7 separate regions of the Mus musculus genome follow, and all the other regions are linked to region 4. Evidence: chromatin contacts called from public Hi-C and HiChIP or PLAC-seq data. All regions are on one chromosome and are shown on one strand. The core of a region is the stretch at or near the end of the contact, and the rest is flanking DNA. Distances in the headings are between cores, read along the strand shown.

What was found. HiChIP or PLAC-seq counts read pairs in DNA pulled down with a chosen protein or histone mark. Hi-C and Micro-C count contacts between places; a contact is called where the count stands out from the background.
Region 1: a contact with region 4 is called in a Hi-C map of olfactory sensory neurons, with 4 times the contacts expected there. The contact joins the enhancer-like site here to the promoter of Rbms1 in region 4. A contact is called at or near these places in 3 of 484 Hi-C or Micro-C datasets (the F1.1 cell line, embryonic stem cells and olfactory sensory neurons), 15 of 115 datasets of contacts at active chromatin or transcription factors (the SCID.adh cell line, bone marrow-derived macrophages, craniofacial prominence and 11 more) and 2 of 9 other capture datasets (adipose tissue and macrophages).
Region 2: an HNF4G HiChIP or PLAC-seq map of pancreatic cancer cells shows a contact between it and region 4. The contact joins the enhancer-like site here to the promoter of Rbms1 in region 4. A contact is called at or near these places in 1 of 484 Hi-C or Micro-C datasets (myocytes), 7 of 115 datasets of contacts at active chromatin or transcription factors (the NIH/3T3 cell line, the SCID.adh cell line, embryonic fibroblasts and 4 more) and 1 of 9 other capture datasets (pancreatic islet).
Region 3: a contact with region 4 is called in an H3K4me3 HiChIP or PLAC-seq map of bone marrow-derived macrophages, with 4 times the contacts expected there. The contact joins the enhancer-like site here to the promoter of Rbms1 in region 4. A contact is called at or near these places in 1 of 15 datasets of contacts at CTCF or cohesin (the NIH/3T3 cell line), 6 of 484 Hi-C or Micro-C datasets (the C2C12 cell line, bone marrow-derived macrophages, muscle stem cells and 2 more), 5 of 115 datasets of contacts at active chromatin or transcription factors (the NIH/3T3 cell line, bone marrow-derived macrophages, heart atrium and 1 more) and 1 of 9 other capture datasets (adipose tissue).
Region 5: a contact with region 4 is called in an HNF4G HiChIP or PLAC-seq map of pancreatic cancer cells. The contact joins the enhancer-like site here to the promoter of Rbms1 in region 4. A contact is called at or near these places in 1 of 15 datasets of contacts at CTCF or cohesin (the NIH/3T3 cell line), 1 of 484 Hi-C or Micro-C datasets (nephron progenitors) and 4 of 115 datasets of contacts at active chromatin or transcription factors (the NIH/3T3 cell line, the SCID.adh cell line, embryonic stem cells and 1 more).
Region 6: an H3K4me3 HiChIP or PLAC-seq map of neural tube shows a contact between it and region 4, with 5 times the contacts expected there. The contact joins the enhancer-like site here to the promoter of Rbms1 in region 4. A contact is called at or near these places in 7 of 115 datasets of contacts at active chromatin or transcription factors (the NIH/3T3 cell line, bone marrow-derived macrophages, embryonic fibroblasts and 4 more).
Region 7: a contact with region 4 is called in a CTCF HiChIP or PLAC-seq map of the NIH/3T3 cell line, with 5 read pairs. The contact joins the enhancer-like site here to the promoter of Rbms1 in region 4. A contact is called at or near these places in 1 of 15 datasets of contacts at CTCF or cohesin (the NIH/3T3 cell line), 1 of 484 Hi-C or Micro-C datasets (embryonic fibroblasts) and 4 of 115 datasets of contacts at active chromatin or transcription factors (bone marrow-derived macrophages, embryonic stem cells, large pre-B cells and 1 more).

The regions. Positions count from the first base shown.
Region 1 is chr2:61,377,668-61,380,560 of GRCm38.p6, reverse strand. No RefSeq gene overlaps it. Among named protein-coding and RNA genes, the nearest start is that of Gm39834, 8.6 kb to the right of the region's middle. Within about 2 kb of position 1,355, at least 9 of the 459 cell types and tissues checked have an H3K27ac peak or open chromatin away from gene starts, as enhancers often do. A contact at or near this core is called in olfactory sensory neurons, where this site is marked.
Region 2 is chr2:61,245,628-61,248,446 of GRCm38.p6, reverse strand. No RefSeq gene overlaps it. Among named protein-coding and RNA genes, the nearest start is that of Gm26422, 33 kb to the left of the region's middle. Within about 2 kb of position 1,271, at least 56 of the 459 cell types and tissues checked have an H3K27ac peak or open chromatin away from gene starts, as enhancers often do. A contact at or near this core is called in the NIH/3T3 cell line, embryonic fibroblasts, embryonic stem cells and 2 more, where this site is marked.
Region 3 is chr2:61,137,569-61,140,452 of GRCm38.p6, reverse strand. All of the region lies in intron 2 of Gm39833 (a long non-coding RNA gene), which reads right to left. Among named protein-coding and RNA genes, the nearest start is that of Gm39833, 11 kb to the right of the region's middle. Within about 2 kb of position 1,347, at least 164 of the 459 cell types and tissues checked have an H3K27ac peak or open chromatin away from gene starts, as enhancers often do. A contact at or near this core is called in the C2C12 cell line, the NIH/3T3 cell line, adipose tissue and 6 more, where this site is marked.
Region 4 is chr2:60,879,892-60,882,717 of GRCm38.p6, reverse strand. Rbms1 (RNA binding motif, single stranded interacting protein 1) reads left to right here and starts at 1,280. Exons shown (of 14, transcript NM_001141931.1): 1 at 1,280-1,600. The coding sequence starts at 1,532.
Region 5 is chr2:61,266,485-61,269,184 of GRCm38.p6, reverse strand. No RefSeq gene overlaps it. Among named protein-coding and RNA genes, the nearest start is that of Gm26422, 12 kb to the left of the region's middle. Within about 2 kb of position 1,269, at least 29 of the 459 cell types and tissues checked have an H3K27ac peak or open chromatin away from gene starts, as enhancers often do. A contact at or near this core is called in the NIH/3T3 cell line and pancreatic cancer cells, where this site is marked.
Region 6 is chr2:61,352,979-61,355,763 of GRCm38.p6, reverse strand. The region is part of intron 3 of Gm33702 (a long non-coding RNA gene); the gene reads left to right. Among named protein-coding and RNA genes, the nearest start is that of Gm33702, 4.2 kb to the left of the region's middle. Within about 2 kb of position 1,488, at least 52 of the 459 cell types and tissues checked have an H3K27ac peak or open chromatin away from gene starts, as enhancers often do. A contact at or near this core is called in the NIH/3T3 cell line and neural tube, where this site is marked.
Region 7 is chr2:61,205,960-61,208,728 of GRCm38.p6, reverse strand. No RefSeq gene overlaps it. Among named protein-coding and RNA genes, the nearest start is that of Gm26422, 73 kb to the left of the region's middle. Within about 2 kb of position 1,323, at least 15 of the 459 cell types and tissues checked have an H3K27ac peak or open chromatin away from gene starts, as enhancers often do. A contact at or near this core is called in the NIH/3T3 cell line and embryonic fibroblasts, where this site is marked.

The DNA.
Region 1 (2,893 bases), core at 106-2,605, 500 kb before region 4:
ATCTGCAGTGATGGCTAAAATTCAAAATGGACAAAGAAGGTGTGAGCCATGGCAGAAACTGTGTCTGACTCAGTTTGTCTGAATAGTTTCACTGCCTTTCATAGGTGACACCACTGAGACTGGAGGAGTAGGGTCAACTTAAGTGTGACTCGTTAGGACTAGAGATGCACAAGACCAAATACTGCCTTCCCTCAGGAAATGTTCATTCATGTAAACCATGAAATATTATGTAATGCGTGTGTTGATAAGATCATACACACAGCATGTGATAAGGCTGCAAATGCAAGGTATTTATTTGGATTCAAAATCTTTATTCATATGGTGGACAGATATACTGCCTGCTTTTATTACATTGGGGCACACTGGAATAGTCACTAAATTATTTGCATACCCAATATCACTTAACACACCTAGAACTTTAATAAAGTGTATATTCTCACTTCTCATTTTTCAGAAAATAAAGTGGCCGTTTCTTGTATACTTTCACATAACCTAGACACAGTATGCTTAAAGAGTCGTTGCTTGGTGGAAGAAGATGACCTAAGACTGATAAAATCAATGCAGACAAGCAGAGATGCAGGCACAGGCTAATGCAGCACATTGCTAGAAACAGGAGAACCCAGTGGCTGATTCCATTAACTCCAGCTTCATCCTGTAGCAGTGTGAATAATTAAGATACGGGCTGGTACTAAGACTCTCAGCTCCTTTTTAGAGGGGCTTACAGAATTGTGGAAAGTATCTAAAAATATAGAACCAATGTGAAAGAAATAATATTGTTACAAGGGAATGGATAACTAGGGATAATGGGAAAGAGGAGAAATAGCAAGATGCAGCTAATTACCAGGGAAAACCCCTTGACACCCAGGATGGGGAGCCAGGATAATGGTCTCCTGAGTGAAGTGGCAGAATCACCATCAGTTAGTACATTTAAAAATAGGCAACAGAGAGCTAGAAACAGGGCTTTAGGGAATAGTCTTGCATTAGGCAGGAAAAGCGGTAATTGACTAAGTGACCTAATATTAAGAGCTTTCTTTCTCATAAATTTCTTGAATTCTGAAAAAAAAAAGATAAAAATCTTCAAGCTGTATACAGAAATGTAGGTACCTAATGACTGGAAATACCTAAATATAGTCTCAAATTATTCATAAATGCAAAATGAAAGCAGCTGTGCCCCAAATGCCACATAACGTGAGGGCCGGAGGAAATGTAGGAAGTAGACAGTTGGTGTGGGGGTGCTCTCAGTCTGATTTTTTTTGAGGCACTCAGGTGACCTGTGCCCAAGTGCACCTAGGCTGTACAAAGGCCAGCTTGGTTGCTTACGGAAATCTCTCTTTCTGTTTTTCTTTTCCAGCCCCCTGCTGGTAACCTGCTAGAGCTGTTGATGCTCATCTTCTGTAGACTCCTGCGTTGTCCATATCTAAGTCAGTTGTCTCTTCGTTGAAACTGGGGAGTGGTGAGATCATCAAGCTGTTCCCTAATGTGCAACTCTGAAGCTGCAGGTTGCAGAATCGTACTGCAGACCCACAGAAGCCGCAGAGGAGCTCGTGACTGTGAATCTTACCTTGGGGCAAGACAAGCTAACTCCAAGAAAACTACAAGAAGGGAGATCCTTCCTCCTTCTCTTTTCTAATTACTTCCCTTTATTTTCCTTTACTACCAACCAAAGGAGACATCGTCTAAACATGCTACACACATATACTCTGAGTACAGACACATACACATTTTACTGACTTGCAAAAGGCTTTAACACAATTTTCTTGTCTCTGTCATATGCTAGCTATTATTGCTGTTTTGTATTTATCATGTCCTTTGATTCCATTTGAGGGCAGAAATTACATCCCAGGCATCTTTCTATACTTCATAATGCTGTAGTAAAGACATTGATTTTTATCAAATGTGACTAAGTCAAATCTGTAAAAAGTCATAATAAAAACCCCAAGGTGTGTAGAGAAACCCAGGGAGTGCCAGCTTCGCCAACATGGCAAGTCCTCGTTCCGAGGCCGAACACTTAGCTGGGTTTCTACTTCTACCTCTACCAATAATCTCATTTGAGACATTAAGCAAGTCATGTGGTTTCAGCTTCCCTTCCTGTAAGCAGATAACAATCACTTTTTCTTTTTATTTCTTTCACAAAGCATCTGAGAGAGTAAGCATGATAATATCGCTGTTTAATATCACTTTTCACTTAGCAAAGCTAAAAATGATATCAACATTATCTACATCATCATTTTTACCCTCCCCAAACAGATGAACAGGAGTGCAGCCTGGCCTCCCCAGAGATAATTACTTTCCCGCACATTGAGACATACAAGAGAAGATAAAACAGGAAGGAAAACAAAGATTCCAGGAATTACATCTAGTTACAAGGCAGATCAGTAATCTGTCTTCTAATATAATTCTCCAGATAATGCTAGATATCAGGACAAGAAAAAAAGAATTGGCGTTGTTTAATTTTTGACGGGCTACCTAATGAACGGCTAAACCATTTTTGCAGAAGGCAGAATTACAGTGGTTTCTTCTCCGATGCAGCTACTGTATCTAGAGCTAATTGGATTTCCCATTATGATGAGGTTTGTTTTTCAGAATTGAATCTCTGAGTCTCTTCCAATTGCTCTGAGTTGATGGTGAGACAAAAGATGTGCAGGGCGTGTGGAGTGAGTCATGGGTTTGGGAGCAACTCCATGAGGTCAGAGAATCCTTAGGAAAATCGGTGCGTTCTAACTCACGGTGCAAAGAGGAGCCAGGCTTGAGCAGACCATGTCTTCCCAACATGGACATTCTCAGGAGGGGAAACTGACTCTCTGTCATTATCCCTGCCACCACCCTCCTTTCAGACAGTAATGTGTTTTCATTCCATTAAGAGCTTGAATGTTATCTGTGTGGCTGGAACGAA
Region 2 (2,819 bases), core at 22-2,521, 370 kb before region 4:
CTCCCTTCCTTCCTTCTTAGCTCACCGTAGTCCTTAAATTCTATCAGTATTCTTGACTATACAGCATAGTTAGAATGCACCTAGCACACAACCAGCTCCCCTGCAATATATCCCAAATGTTTTCTTTTAAAATTCAGTCCAGGTTTTCTGAAATTGAAATTCACATGCAACTCATTTGTAGGATTGAACATACATCTTATAGTACACACTGGCATTAAATTGAAATGTGAAGGATGAGAAGTCATTTGCGTGGGCAGGAAGCCAAATCATTCCTGGAGTTCTGCATGCAGGCAATAATTTACATCGACAGGTAGAAAACATGTTATGTGCTCTTGGTACAATGATACCGCAAAGCCTGGCCATGACTCATAACTCAGCTAGCATTTATAAATGCTCAAAAAATGTGGGAAAATGGATGAAAACTTGTTCTTGTCTGAACTCAAAGGCAACGGAGTCCTTGGGATCTGACAAGAGAATAAAGGAACAGGAGCAAAATAGAGGATGGGTAGGTAGATAGATAGATAGATAGATAGATAGATAGATAGATAGATAGATAGATAGATAGATAGATAAGGCCAGGCAGGCAGACAGACAGACAGAAAGACAGAAAGACAGACAGAGTTAGTGAGTGAGCTTTGGGTTTTATTTTCTATCATTTCTGGAATCATTCAGGACTTGAAAGAAGAGTTAGTGACATCTGTTATTGTATTCTTTGCCTCATTAATTTAAGATAATGTAATTGTTACTATTGTTAATCACTGTGATCAGCTCTAATGTTTTTTTCATCTCCTTCCTATTTTCTTTGAAATTGTTGACTGTGAACTAAAGAGCTTCAATATAAGCATTTCCCTTAAAATTAGTGACATTTGTTTTCTGTTAACAGCTGGTGGGAGCAGGCTAGACAGAGGGGAATAAAAGGACAAGCCACAGTCAGTGGCCTGCCTAATGCCAGCATAGTCAAAATTCCAAGACAATGATGACTATAGCCTTACGGTGAATAGCTCTTTTCCAGGGACAAATCGTATTAGTTTTTCATTTTCTTGAATAACAATTGATCTTTTCTTCCCTTGAACTTGTCCTATCTCCCCCCAAAGCCCTTTTATACAACATTTTTGGGGGGAGAGGAAATAAACAAACAAACAAACAAACAGTAAAGGACTTCAACCTTCAGTTCAGTTAACCAACAAACAAACAAAAGCAGCAACTGAGCATGCCTAGACTGCCTTCCCCAACCAGCTGTGCCCTGTTGGGCACACTGCAAAGATGCTGCCTTCTTTCTCAGTCACTGTGTGCACCCACCAGCTGTCCTACTGGGTCCCAGTGTGCACTACAAAGTGAAATCAGGAATGTTCTGCTTTGTTGTGATAACAAAGTTTGAGCTGCTGGTGGATCAAGCTGTTTCTCTCCAGACACTTAGCTCAAAAGATCTGGGTTTCTGGACAGTCCATCTTGTTCTTGTTTTCTTGGCAGTGCTCACAGCAGCCCTCCTGTGACTAGGGCAAAGTTTAAATCTTGAATTGGGAAGAGTCGGGGGCAAGTTCCCACAGGTGGTACTGTTCAAATAGTCGCATAAAGTGCTTCCTTTGTCGTTAAAACCAACCCTGTAATCTGTCCCAAGTGAAATGGGGCATTGTTTCAGAAACACCAAAGTAGATGGCTGTGTTAACAGGACAAAGGGAACTTTGTGTGATGAGGCAATTGTTGAACAAACTTGGTAAACAGTAACCTGTGAATAATATGAAAACCTCAAAGCTCAAACACCAGATGTTACTCAATTTTCATTGTGGCTAGGTTTTAACCATCCTTTACAAGGTGTCTGTGAATATGAAAGTCAGAGAGAAAATTATGCTCCTCATCTGAAGTGCACAAAAGGCAAAGAACTTTCTGCATGTTTCAATGTGTCCCTCCATGCTGAGACTGTTCCTGGGGACGCAGTAAGCCCTTCAGTGTTAGGTGTAGTAAGACATAGGATGGAATAAATTCTTGTGCACTGTTATCCCTTAGACAGTATTAATGGCATATCTTAGCTTTCTGAGTGTTATACACACCCCTAATTCCTTCACAAATGTTTGTTGTATATCAAGAAATAGTATCCAGCAAACTCCTAAACTTTTCCAGCCTCAGTTATTCCAGTTACTGTGAGACATGTCAAGACTTCTCTCCACAGCCTATTATTCTCTGTTTATATTAGTACTACATGGAAGTAGTTGAGTAAGATAAATGCCCATTACAACAATTGTTACGTCAACTTAATTCAAAAGGAGGCTGAAGGATTGGCTGTTTTTCCATTTAAATAAGAGTATATCTTCCCCCTTGCTCCTCCATTCTTCCTTTAATTCTGTGAATTCAATGTGGTTTTTTGGATAAGAGTTATCTTCACATTCTCAATCATCTTTTCATATGAAATATATTAGAACAGTTTGCTAGTTTCTGGTAAGATGATTTCAGAGTTAACCCTGGTACCCTTTGAACTGAGATTCTTGCTAATTTAATTTATAGCTAGGTGTCATGACACACCTAAAATCCCGGGCCTTAGGCGGTTGAGACAGGAGGCTTATGTCTGAAGCCAGGCAAAGCTACATAGAGAAAACCTACCCCAAAGTAAAGTAAACTTTTCCATACGCGGTCTCTTATCTCTTTACAGGGAGCTACATTGATTTGTTTGATCTAAACTTCAGACAGTCATAAACCACACTAATATGGGTGAAGACAAACAGCCCTTTTGTGTGCTGAGTCTTAACACAGGCTTTGCCTGTGAGTGTTTCCTGCTGTGTCTACCCCACCAAGAAACCGGTAGAAAGAGTACCATGGAGATGACC
Region 3 (2,884 bases), core at 98-2,597, 260 kb before region 4:
CATCTGTTTCTATTATATATAATAAATATCACTGGAGCTTTCTTCCTAAGTTTCAAAGAAAAGGCAGAACAAAAAACCAAAATAATCAACCTCCTCTATCTCAACTTGAATTCTTTCTCTAATATTTCTTTTGTTTTTCCCTTTGAGCAATAGTTTTTATTTCTTCATCATTACAATTTACATTTCCCTGATTTGACTATAAAGCTCATGCAGAGCATAGCATAGCATATTTTATTTATTTATTTATTTATTTATTTATTTATTTGATATTTTCTTTATATACATTTCAAATGCTATCCCGAAAGTTCCCTATACCCTCACCCACTCACTCCTGCTTCTTGGCCCTGGCATTCCCCTGTACTGAGGCATATAATGTTTGCAAAACCAAGAGGCCTCTCTTCCCAGTGATGGCCAACTAGGCTGTCTTCTGCTACCTATGCAGCTTTCTTCCCCGGCATTTCTTTTCATAAATTGACATCATATAGGAATAAGATATGCAGTATACATTGTCACTAAATCATCCCTCCCCATGCTCTCCCAATGTCCAGTCTAATCCTAGTTTGTTTACTGTGTTCCTTCTCCACAAATCCAGGAGAACTGGGAAGACAGTTTATGGGGAGGGAAACAGAACTGAGAAAAGCTGGACTTCTCCTTTGCAGACAGTTGGTAGCAACTGGGGGGAAACTAAAACTCTTCACATACTCTTAGCTCATCCTAATGGTTACACTTTCCTGACTATCCAGCCAATGCCTAAAGCTGTTCACAAAACTTCTGGAAACTTAAAATCCCAAGCAGCGAGAGCTTGATAAATTGAAGACGCTCTTCACTTCCTCTCAAGAGCCTCGGAGCACCGAAAAACTCGCCGAGGAGAGCTACTGCAGCCGCTTTGCACAGCACATTTTTGCTGTAGAGATTTGGAGTGGTGTAGGTCGAAATTTTGACCCTAAGCACCGGGAAGTTCCCGCCCATGATGTGAATCCCGAGAAACATCTGGAGTCTTGTGCAGTGAATCTCTAAATCTTCATTTCCCCATGTGGTGCGCACACAGGTTGTACGTTATGATTTAATCAGCTGTCTTTAGAACAACAGGCACTTGGAATTCAAACACATTAGAAGGGATGGTGGTGTTTTGAGAGTAACAGCAGGACCACACTTCTGTCCCAGAGCAGCCCTGGCCGAGAGTTCCTAGGATCCTTTTACACTTGTACAAAGTAAACTTTCCTTCCTTTGGTCAAAGGGACAGGGCATGCGCTATCTCAAAGAAAATCCACTGCTCTTGCGCCTCGTGACTCACCCAGAGACTTGGTTCAACATTAGGTCACCGTGGAACACTGACTGTAGCAGAAACACATAAAGTCTCCAAACGGGGGAGAGGAGGACGCTATTCCGGAATCCTGTTGCCAGAGTAACATAAACCCAGTGTGTTTTCACAAGGAAATGAGTCACTTGTTTCTGTTGGCTAAAACTCTGTTTTCTTTAATTTCATATTTTAGCTTGTTTAATATATGCCGAAAGAGCCCAGGGTTTCCAGTTTTCAGACTGGGATAACTTGCTAATTAAAAGCTCAACAGAGGGTTTTGCATGGCAATTAAACCAAAGGGGATAAAAGGAACACTCTGGCAAGCAGAAGCACACAGGGAACCAGAACGGGGAAGCAAGAGCACTCAGGGCACAATCAGCTGTCCAGAGGGAACAGGAGGGGGATGTGCACCAGGAGGCCCCCAGAAGAAAACAACTCCAAAAGTCATCCACTGGAATGATACAGCACCCTCAGACCAAGTTAACATCTCCTTACCCGGATTCACTGGGTACTGGCATGTTTTTCTTTCTTTTAGATGGTCTACATTAGAAGGCATAGGAGTCACAAGGGCCACGAGATGCAGACTGGAATATAGGCAAGGAAAGGGAGAGCAACCATCTATGGGGCATCAGGAAGCAACAAGGACTGCGACATTCAGCAGAAAAGTCCTCAGTGTTTGGTATAGATGGCATGCATCTGGTGGTTGGGTTTATCCTGTGGGGTTCTAGATGAGGCTTTTTTTTTTCCTGAGATGCTAAAATATCATTTCTCAGTTTCCTAGGAAGGCTATCGTGTGTGTGTGTGTGTGTGTAATAAAAAAAGGTCAACCTTCCCTTAGACTTACTGTAAGTATCATACAGTTAGTTATATACAGAGCATCCCAGTAACAAAGAGGAGAGAGGGGGTGGGGGAAGGGGAGGGGAGGGGAGAGGAAAAGAGAGAAGGAGGGGAGGGGAGGGGAGGGGAGGGGAGGGGAGAAGAGAAGAGAAGAGAAGAGAAGAGAAGAGAAGAGAAGAGAAGAGAAGAGAAGAAAGAGAAGAGAAGAGAAGAGAAGAGAAGAGAAGAGAAGAGAAGAGAAGAGAAGAGAAGAGGAATCAGACCTGGATAATTTTTAAATGCCATCAGAGAGACTGGAGGAATAAATAGGGAAATGAAGCTTCAGTGTAAGGAAAGAAAGCTGGCTGATAGCCTTGGTTATAGGCAACAGTAGGGAAGCCAAAGGAAGAGGGGATTGGGGACAATATCTATAGTGATAGGATCCTTAGGAAGTCAAATGTTCCCATAAGGCAATAAGTGGAGGGTTGGTTTCAGGGGCTGCAGAAGAGATTCTTATCTACAAAGTAGGTAGTACTGACCTACTTACTCAAATGTTATGAAAAGCAAGCACTAAAACCCACCCGTAGTTATACAAGCTGACCATGTATTTGAGGAAAGACTAGCAGAAGGGGAAGTGGAAGCTGTATTTAGTATTTGACTTCCTTTCTAACATTTTTACTTGATATTCAATGCTAGGCTCCAACACCAGTATTTAAGATTCATAGAAAAGCTTTCTCCTCTAAACCAGAGAGTCCTCATGGCTTCCTC
Region 4 (2,826 bases), core at 31-2,530:
GACTTATTATTTCTTGTTACTTTTGCTGGAACTCTGGGGACTTTGGAAGCAGCTGACTAAGTCACCAGCAGGATTTCTGGGAAGTATAATTTTCAACTTTGTTTTCAGAAAAGTCTCTGAATGGCTACACTTTGGCTAGAAAGTTGACGTTCATAGCATCTCTGTGACAGCCAGAGTTTGAGTTCCTTCTCTTGTTAAGACAAGCTGGGATTTTTCATTGTTGTAGCAGATGGGCCTTTCCAGGAAGATGTTAGAAGCCAGGGAAGACCTATGTATGTGTACTGTGGCTGTAATCCCAGAATTCAGGAATACTTGTCAGGGACCCCGTCGCCAATTTAAAGATGGCAACCAGCCCTGGTAACCCTATCCAGAAATGGCTTGCTTGACCACCCTCTTCTGAGGCCTCCACATCAACATGTGTTCAAAGCCTGCTAGCTACATCCAGAGAGGTGACTGCAAAAGGAGCGGCAAGAGAAGCAGTTTTTATTTTTTTTTCCACTTGAGAACAAAGGAAATTACTCCTGTCTTTGTCCCTTTCTTGCCGTCTTTTTAATAACTAGGTTGAATTCCTGTATCTTCTGTCTTTTCCAGGAAGGACAGGTCTCCCCTTTGGATGGCTTATAAGGTTTTCATTGCTTTTTTGATAATGTTGTCTTGAAGGAAAACTCTTCCTCTGTGGCACAAGAATGAAATTGAAAACTTTCCCGGGTGTATTTGGGTGAGGGACTGGAAAGGAAAACACAAAAACAAAACAAAACAAAACAAAAAAAACCCACCCGTTTGCTCTACAAAAATGTAGCATGCTTATAACTGGGGGGCTGAGAAGTGTCCTGGGAGGTAGATCTGGACAGGGAAGTGAGAGTAATTATCCGCGCCTTTTCGGGACCAGGGGCTGCTGTGAAAGATGAAAGAAAAGGCGGGCCATTGGCTTCCTATCCAGGTGTTCCAGCGGTTCCCGAAGCGATGCCCTTAAAAGGGGCAGCCAAGTGGGGTGCGAAGCCACGGCGACGCCTGGCCCAAGGGCCTGGGGTGGCTGCTCCCAGGAATGTGAGGCATGCGGGGCGCCAGAGCCAACCATTGCGCGGGATGGGGGCGCCGCGCAGCCCGGGTTGCCGCCCCAGCCCGGGAGGCCGAGCGCGGGGGCCGAGGCCGGGGGAGCGGGCGCGGCCGGGCGGCCGGGCGGGCGGGAGGCGCGGGAGGGCTGGGCGCGGCACTAGGCGGTGCGCGGCTGCTTCCCCGCCCCCGGCCGGCGCGCTCTCGGGGCGGTGGTTGAGGCGGCGGGAGGTGGGGACGCGGCGGCGCTGCTCGTCCGCTGCCGCCGGCACCGCGCGCGAACTCCGGTCCATGGCACGCAGGGCGGCGGCCCCCGGAGCTGCTCGAGAGTCGCCGGCCGCGCGCGTCGCGCCGCACTTTTAGGGCGGGAGCCGCGAGCCAGTCCCCGGCCGCATCCTCCCTCCGCCTGCCCGGACAGGCGAGAGAGGGAGTTCCCGGAGCGCCGCGGCCCCGGTTGCCTCAGCTCCCCGCGCCCGAGATGATCTTCCCCAGCGGCAGCGGCCACCCCGGCGCTGCCGGCGGCTGCAGGACGCCCTACCGCAAGCAGGTGAGGCTGCCGCGCTCCCCAGGCCTGCGCCGAGCGCGCGGGGCGGTGACCCGGTTTCGGAAGGAGGCGGCGGGCGGAGAGATGCCCGGGGGGACCGGGACGGGGACTGGCGGAGAGGTGGGACGGGCAGGCGCGCGGCCAAGGGCTCCGGCGGCCCGCAACAAGTTTGGGGGTTTCCTGGAGACCTTTGTGTACAGAGGAACTGGGGATACGTCGGGGCAGTGCTTTGCATTGCACTAGGGGACCTCCAAGAAACCTGTCTGATTCATGGGGAACCCGGAAGACGTGTGTGTGTGTGTGTGTGTGTGTGTGTGTGTGTGTGTGTGTGTTCGCGCGCGCCACCCTTCTTATTTTAAAAAAAAAAAAAAAAAGACAAAAAAGAAAAGAAAAACAGGAACTTCTGTCACTTTCTCAAGGTTTTCAGAAACACAGGGAAATCCTGTGATAGAGATACTGGGATAAGCCTGAGTCATACACACGCCTTTTCCTATTCTAATTTTGTTTCATACATTTTCTAACAGATTGAACTCCAAAGGCACTTGAAAGGTTACATCCGAATCCCCTGCCTGGAAAAGGAGTGGAACTGGCAGGTTTTAGTTTCGGTCTTTTGTTTTTAACATCTTTGTTTTTGAAAGAAGGTTACTGAAGCCATGTTGTGATAAAAACCCCACAGCCTCTCAGCAGCAGCAATAACAACAACAAAAACCCTAGCTCTAAATTATGTTAAAAATGTGCAGGTCTGCTCAGAAAAGGTTAAACTCGTTTAGAGGTCAGTGACAGAATGCTTGTTGAAAAAGAAAAGGCAGCATTGCAGATCTTTTCCCTTCGTAATAAATCTCTAGTCTACACCCTCAGCCACAGAGACAGATCAATTAAGTTATCCCAGTAATGATAGCAGCAAAATGCACCCTTCCACGTAAACTGTGGTTCCATTAAGATCCAGATGTGTGGCACTGGAGCCTGCTGAGTTCTTTGTGGCGGTTTGCAGGATTATTGTTCCGGCTGTCCAGCATCAGCCCATCTGAAATGCTTCCTCGGGGTCACAAAGTACTATTTTCTATTTTACTTTCTTTGCCTCTTTTGTTTGTTAAAATTCCCCTTTAAAAGAAGTAAATAAATGTCCCTGGGTTTCAGTGCCCACGATGTCCAAGCCACAGCCTTTCTCCTGGATTAAGAAGTCCAATCTTTGGGTTACAAGTTTAAAATCTTTACTGACGACTTGGCTG
Region 5 (2,700 bases), core at 20-2,519, 390 kb before region 4:
CCAGTCAAAAACCTCTTACCCATACTCACGTGAGAAACCCTAGTGAAGTTCAGCTGGTCACATGCAAAAGGAAGATGAGAGGGTGAGGGGGACTTCTGGGGAAGAAGGGTTTTAAGGAAAGAGGTAAGATGTGGGAGGGAGGGGAGAGAAGGGGATGAAGGGTAACTATAACTGAAATTCCTTATGTCCATGTATGAAACTATCTAACAAAAGATAAAAGAATAAAAAGGAAGAGAGGAAAGGAGGGCTGTCTTTAGTGGTTGGAAAAACAGGTTAAACACACTCTGGCAGCTCCAAACCCAACTCTTACTTTCCAGCTCTCACCTTGTTACTACTCCTTGCTCACAGTCTTAAAGCCTTTGCTACAGTTGTTCCTAGAACAGCAACACATGCTAACTGACTCTGAAGGTTCTAGTTCAGTGGTTCTCAACATCCCCCTTTCATACCGTTCCTTCTGTTGTAGTGACCCCAACCATAGTGTTACTTTGTTCCTACTTCATAACTGTAATTTTGTTATTGTTATGAGTCATAATGTAAGTATCTGATAGGCAGGATATCTGATAGGTGACCCCCAAAGCGGTCAAGCTCTATAGGTTGAAAATTGCTGCTCTAATTTATCATTTTAATTCATACATTTTAGCCAGATATCATTCAGATAAAAATTTTACTGCAGGGAAAAAACAATTCCATGGGCATGACTTGTTCTGGAACCTTCTTTTTCCTTCAACCCCTATTTGCATCATCACCATCATAATTTTATGTTTAAAAAATAATAGTATTACAGACACACAAAAGTTGGACTACAGCGCTGTAGAGAGATATTCTGAGTGCAGAATGAACATTTTAACCACTGTGATCACCCTTAACAGTGATACTTAAAAAGACAGAATTGTTCATTTGTCAAGGTTATTTTAAGGATGAAAATTCTCATATAAATACATTTGGTATACAGGATGCAAAATTATCTTTCTGAAGCATAAAAATGAAAAAAGGTTAGTGTTACAAATAGTTCTTTGCTTTTCAGCTACACAGGGTGCTGATTGATTTACATAGTTGTTGCAATTAATACCTTTGAAAAAAATGTTTCCAAGAGACAGGGCATGTTAGTCTGCTTTTTGTTGCTATGACAAAAATGATTTGAAAATCAACCCTCAGAATGCCTGTAAAAACCAAAGTGGAAACAGGCTCCCTGTTTCAGAGATTTTACTCCATGGCTCTGTGGTCCCCATCTCTGTGGACACGAGACAAGGCTGAACCTCATGATTGAGAATGAGTAATAGAAGCTCAAGTGCCTACCTTGTGACTCATGGTGACCAGAAAGGAGAGATGGGGAGAGAGAGAGAAAATGGGGTAAACTTCTAGAGTAAGATTCCAGGAACACACTTTGTTTAAGTAAGTAACAGGCCTCAGAATCCAATGGCACCAAATTATAAGCCCATCGATGGATGAACACACTGACCAGGTCAGAGGCCTCACGATCCAGACACCACCATAAAGGCTTACGAGCTGGCAACCGAGCCTTGAGCATATGGCCTGTGAGTGATCATTTGGAACTAAACTACTATAGTGGACAAACACAAAATGTCCTTGTTTGTATCAGGTTTGATTACAAATGACCGATGCCCACAAATAGTGGTTGAAACAAAGAAAAGTTGATTTTTTTTCTTTACAAAGAATTCTAAATGTAGGTATCACCTGAGAAATGAGTATAGCCACCAAGGTCCTGTTTTGTTTTCATTTTGTTTTTAGCTGTATTGGCTTTAGCTATCATATCTGCTTCTGAGCTCTAAGATGAGAAACTGTAGGGCCAGGGAAAGGAGTCAGGGAATAAAGGGTGTACTGCTCAAGCGTTGGGATCCAAGCTCAGATCCCAAGTACCCATGTAAAGGCTGCGTAGAGTGTCTACATCCCTAGTGACTATACAGGCAGGTACCTGACACTTGCTAACCACCCACTCTATTTAATTGGTATGCTCTGGGCTCAATGACAACTGACTCAATAATAAGATGAAATGAAATGGAGGAAGATACACAATGTTGATCTCTGGCCTCTACCTACATGTGTAGGTACCACTCACAACACACACACAAATATAGTTGAAACAAAAGCAAAACCCCAAGATATATAGTTGGTATTAAAGGAATAATCAGGGTTAGGACAGGTGAATAGAGAGCTGGAGAGACCGGTGGATTAACAAAGCTAAGGCTATCGGAAAAGGCTTTATAGAAACCCACTAAGTAGTAAGCTAATTTCAGAATACAATTTTTTCAAAAATTTGAATGTCTTTCTGTCTTGTATAGGTGGACCATCCTGTTCTTTGATGACGTTGATTACTAGACAAAAATCAAAGAGCCAGAAATGGGATATCTTGCTATGAATTATTGGTCAGGGGGCCTAGAAATCTCTTGAACAACAGAGCCTACTGCCAGTACTTTTCACTATGCACTGTAGCTACACATTAAGAGCTCATTGCTGAAGACACCATTCACTTTGAATGCAGAACATAGAGAAATCACGGTGAATACGTCAATAACTTCCTCTCTCCTGGCCAACTTTCTTGGTGCCAGATATACCATGCAGCTTTCTAGAGGAGAACAGATATTAACAGGTTTACCCAGTGCTGGATTCTGCATACTATATAACTGACCTGACAGGCTTGGTGTGTCTACCAGTACAACAGCAGTATGACTGTCATGAGAC
Region 6 (2,785 bases), core at 239-2,738, 470 kb before region 4:
GAACTTGTAAAACCATTATATTCTAGTGATAAATATAACAAGGTTATTATGGATTGTTATTCAAAATGAGAATAGAATCTAAGGTATTTAGCATAATCTTTGTACCCAGTTGTTTACCTCTCCCCCTAAAATTTACAAAATGATAAAATTAGATCTGTCTCTGTTATTCTGTTTTGGTGTCTCTCTCTCTGCGTGCTTCTCTCTGTGTCTCTCTGTCTGTTTCTCTGTCTTTCTTTCTGTCTCTTTGTCTCTGTCTCTCTCTGTCTCTCTTATTCAGCACTGCAGAATGCATTTCTTACTTTCCTTCTGTGTTCCCAGCATCCTCTGTTCACTTGGCTCCTGCGCATGTGTTTTTCTCATCAGACCATAGCTTCCTAGGAACAGGACGGTGCTTTCTTTGTCCCCGTCTCGCTGGCTGTTGGGGAGATGAATCAACAGTTAAAGAGAAGTTCTTTGATAATTAACAGGCTGGATTTTTTGAATGCACATTTATTGATCACTTAATCAGTGTTCTAGGCACTTAGGATAAAATGTCCATGATAAGTATAGTATATGTGTTCCCAGCTGCCTTGGTTTAACGCTCCACGGCTATTAGTCACATGCTATAACATGCATGTACACTGGAGAGGTGAGTTGTGCCAAGCAACCTACGAGGCCATCAGTGTGGACCATGATATGCCTCTTACCTCAGACAACAAAAAATCACATCCTTTTATGGAAAAAGAAAAAAGAAAACAAAAAAAGAAAGAAAAAACCAGGCTGTGTCCATGCATGGAAGTTGTGTGGTGAGCATGTGTTTGGTGTTACCTCACATCTTAAATTCAGGACATCTGACCTCATACAACACAGAGGAAAGTTCATCGAAGCATAGAGGAAGAACAGGAGAATGTATTTTAAAGAGATTATAATTCTTGACCTTCCCTAGATGGAATGGCGCCATTTTAGACAGGATAACTTTTTCATATTCTGAACTTGAGACTGCCCATGAAGTTTAGCTCCCTTCTCTACACTTCCAGAACAGATGGCGGGGCACACGCCTGTCCTTAGAATGAGACTCTTAAATGCTGGCCACCTGCATGTCTACTGTTTCCTTCTCCTTTCTCAGTTGTTTGCTAACCCTCCCCTGCCAATTATCTTTTATAAATGTCTAGAACAACATCGTAGGAGGTTTCTAGTGGATCCATATACTTCTGCTTTCAAAATAACATTTTATCTCCCTGACTCAAAGGCAGAGAGGGGAAAAAAAAACCTCACACCACAACAAACCCCTACACACTCAAAAGAACCCACAAGGGAAGACAGCATTGGGAATCATATTGACATATAATTATCCTGTTTACAATCTCTCCGACGTCTTTTCTCACAGAAAAATGCAGATTTGGAAACAGAGCAAGAAAAAGATGCCAGAAAAGCGCTGGCAAGGCTCTGACCATTGCCTGCTTAGGAGGGTGCAGAAGGAGAGAAATGTGTTTGCAATTAGGACTGACCAGAGCAGGCCGGATTACATCTGCACAGAGCCAGGCTGAAGAGCTTTCCAGGCTGAGCTTGTCCTGTGGGCCTAAGTGGATAAAAAAGCAACTTAGACTACAGCCATTACAAGGAAATAAATGCCCTTCCCGCTCGCGTCTACTCTCAGGCTGCCCTTTTCTGGCTCGTTCTTTCCCCTTGAATGAAGAGGAATAAAATCACTATCATTTCAGACCTTCTTGTGCTATACAGCTCATGGGGGCTTTTATGCATTCTTCTTTCCCGGGCACGGACTAGGAAAAGGGAAATAAAATGATTGTTGTGTAGTGGTTTCAAACTGGTTGCGGATGACAGGGCGACCAGTGGATATTTTAATAAGGTCCCATCAAGACCTGGAAGGAGCCAGTGTCCTGTTGTCCCTCCCTGCAGCATCTGCATTTGCTCTGCTCACCCAGCACTCACCACAGCTCAGCCATTCTCTTTGATCTGGTTGTTCTGGGCATAACACATAGTTGTTTTCTGCAAAGAATCCAAAGCTGTTCAGGTTTTCCCCATCTCCACAATTTCCTATCACGGAGGCTGCTGCCTCTCCCGCACCCGCAGTTAAGGAACAAAAGCCTAAAACAAACTTTGAGACTCCCAAGATGCCTGGATTTTCAAGTTAGGTGAGGCTTGTATATGTCTTGTTCAGTGCAGTGAAGATAACACTGCATTCTCCCTCAGATGAAAAGACAGAGGAGTGACAGCCAGTCAGACATGCATTCTCTCCACCTGACTCCTTGATTATCCCTGGTTCACATCTTCCACATCAGTCTTGTCTTACTGCATTTTATATTTCTTGGATTAAATACATACAGTTGAAGTGTTGTTACTTTGCAGGGTATCTCTATGGGATGGACTTAGAGGATTTTTTTTGTGGTTGCAAACACACACAAATGCATACAGGACCACACATGTACAATGCATACACACCACACACCGCATACACTATTTTCCCTGCTACTATCGTTATTGCCTAGGCAATGATGAAAACATCAACTCAACCAATTTTTAAAGAGCTAACAATGCTCTCACACTCTTGTTTTAACTTAAGATGTACCAGGGCTGATACTCCACTGAGAAGAATCTGTTTTAGCTACCTATGTTAGGTTTCTACACATAAGCAAGTCTTAAAATGTATAAATATCCCAGGCAGGTAGTTAAAACTTGGTACTGATCTTCTTCTTAGGTGACTTGTCGAAAGTTATGGAAGAGTGGCCAGCAGGGCTCTTTGCATTGAAAAACTCTGTATTTGTGCTATGATGCGTTCTCTTTCCTT
Region 7 (2,769 bases), core at 74-2,573, 330 kb before region 4:
CAAAGACAATGCTGTATATTTCTTTTAAAATAGCATTGAAAAGAGACAAGAGCGAAGGAACAGACAGTGAGAAGCAGGCCGGTGGACATGATCATACAATGTGACAAAGAATTGAGGGGTTGTCTCACCTTTATATAATATATATATATATATATATATATATATATATATATATATATATACACACACACACACACACACACATACACACACACACACATACACACACACACACACACACACACACACACACACACACACTCCATTTGAATAAACCACTATTTGTTAATGCCAGTTTAAAAGTCATGTTACATTAATAAGATATACTTAGAAATCCATTAGGATTTATGTGGATCAAATAACCCCTCTTTAAACACCAATCAAGGGCAGAAGTGAGTTGCAACAGAGCATCATTACCCTGCTTTTGGTTGAATTGAAAAGCCAGTTTCAGGTTGTATTTGTCTTGAATGGCTCATCAAAGCACTGAGCCTGGGCACAGGCAAAATATTTGTAATTCTTCTTTTTTAAGCTAGGAACTATTCTCTTTCCTCATTGAAAGTTAGAGTCATGCCGGGTGTGGTGGCACACGCCTTTAATCCCAGCTCTCAGGAGGCAGAGGCAGGCGGATTTCTGAGTTCAAGGCCATCCTGGTCTACAAAGTGAGTTCCAGGACAGCCAGGGCTATACAGAGAAACCCTGTCTTGAAAAACAAACAAAAACAAACAAACAACAAAAAAAAAAAGAGTCAGAACCACTAGATTTGGGTCTGGCAACTTAAGCCTCTTCATTATTCTTCTTCCTCAATTTTTTTCATTTTACATCAGATTTTCAAGATGCTGAAATCAGTAATTTCCAAAGAAGAATAACAGCCCCCAAATCCTGAAATAAATTAACTTGTAAGACTACCTTTCCTTACAGAAAGCTTACAGATTCTCCGTACTCCCACAGTGTCCTTCCAGATTCTGTCCCTCCCTACCACCAGGCTTAATTCCCTCCAGGTCTAGGGAGAGCCTGCTTTACATTGTAGTTGCCGTCACTACACATTGGTTAAGCTGTCCAAATAAAACAAACTGAGTGCTTATCAACCGTCTTCTAGTGAAATGTCCAGCAACCCTGTTTTGCCTTTGAGACAAGATGTCAGGGGAGGTAAGTGGTTGGAAGGCAGCCCAAGGATGAGAGAGATAATAATATATGTCTATGGGCTGGGAGTCCTCCTAGGACAAAGAGAAGCATTTCCAAGTATTCAGTAACAAAGGAAGGCATGATGCACTAACAGCGTGGCAAGTGTGTCCCCATAGAGCCAAACTGAATGAGGCAGGACTGTTTTCTCTGGATGATTCACCAGTGGTCCATACTAAAGGGAAAGTTTTAATGACCATGATTCATGCTCACCCTTTAAGACAAAAATCCCACCCTCTCATCATTGAGCCTCTAATAATGCTAGTAAGTATGTGTTGAGTAATGCAATCGGCTGCTGCTCTTCTGGGACTTCCTGAGGTGTCCTGGTACTGACTTCTGTTACTCTTGAGGTATCTCTTCTAGAACTCTGAAATAACACGTGCATGTGTGGGAATGTTGGGATGTGATTACAAAACGAGAGGTGAAGAATTCTCCGGCATCAATGCAGATGATTTATTTCGTCAGAAAGCAATTAACCTGGCATCATGTGCTGAAAAGATGACCCTTTCTTGCTTTGCAGTGTAATCCTTGTCAAAGATCATGTGACTGAATCTATCTGATTTTATCTAGATGTTTCATCCTGGTCCTCAGAGTGATATTCTCATTTCAATTCTGTACTGTCTTAGTCTGGGTCACTTTACAATACATCATGTTGTCTGTGAGTGGAAACATTCAGCCTGCCTCTTAGTTTTTTAAGACTTTATTATTTTTAGCACTATATATTTTACACACACCCCTCTTTTATAATTTTTTCAACATGATTCAACATTACTCATGAGTCAAAAGCATTTTACATATTTTTGGATATATGTGTCTATAAATAAATATATAACAATGCAAGTCAGGCTGGGATAACTGAGTTTTTGTCATTCTTTTGGAACAAGGTGATTATCTGCTGGACTTCTTGCTGTGATGACATTCAGATCAATTTGGGAGAAAATGGGGAGAAGACACCAATTTAAAGAAGTTTCTACATTTTTGCTCAGTAAAGATTTCAGTCAATACTATCTTTTCTGAGAAAATGGACCATCCTGCATATATGATTTGTTTTGTTGTACATAAAATGAGAGGGAATACTCCTCAAAGTTTAACTGCTTGCCAGTACCAGATTATCCGTCCAGGAAGGATATAAAGAACACCTTTAGAAAAGGAGGAGCTATGTAAAAAATCAATCATCAGTCAATCAATCAATCAAACAAACAAATAAGAAGCAAAAAACAAAGCACAGAGTTATTTCCTGTCCACCAACAGTCACAGCTGTGTCGGCTGAGACTTTTCCTGCGACCTTGCACCACATTTTCATTTTGTCATCGATAACTTGACATAGTACGGATGTCACCTTTTAGTAACAGTTAACAAAAGGGTTTCTTCTGAATCATTTCATTTTTCAAGATATGTAGTGACAAGTTAGTTTCTGTAAAACAACTTGCCATACACTATTAGTATTTTCAAGTGTTCTAGAAGCCTGTTCCCTGTGTAGATTTAGTACTTGCTGCATGATATAATCATCAAATATGTACTGATCATGCATTCTTATCACACACACTCACACACACACACAACTTTAGTTTAGGTTCCTTTTCCTACTGA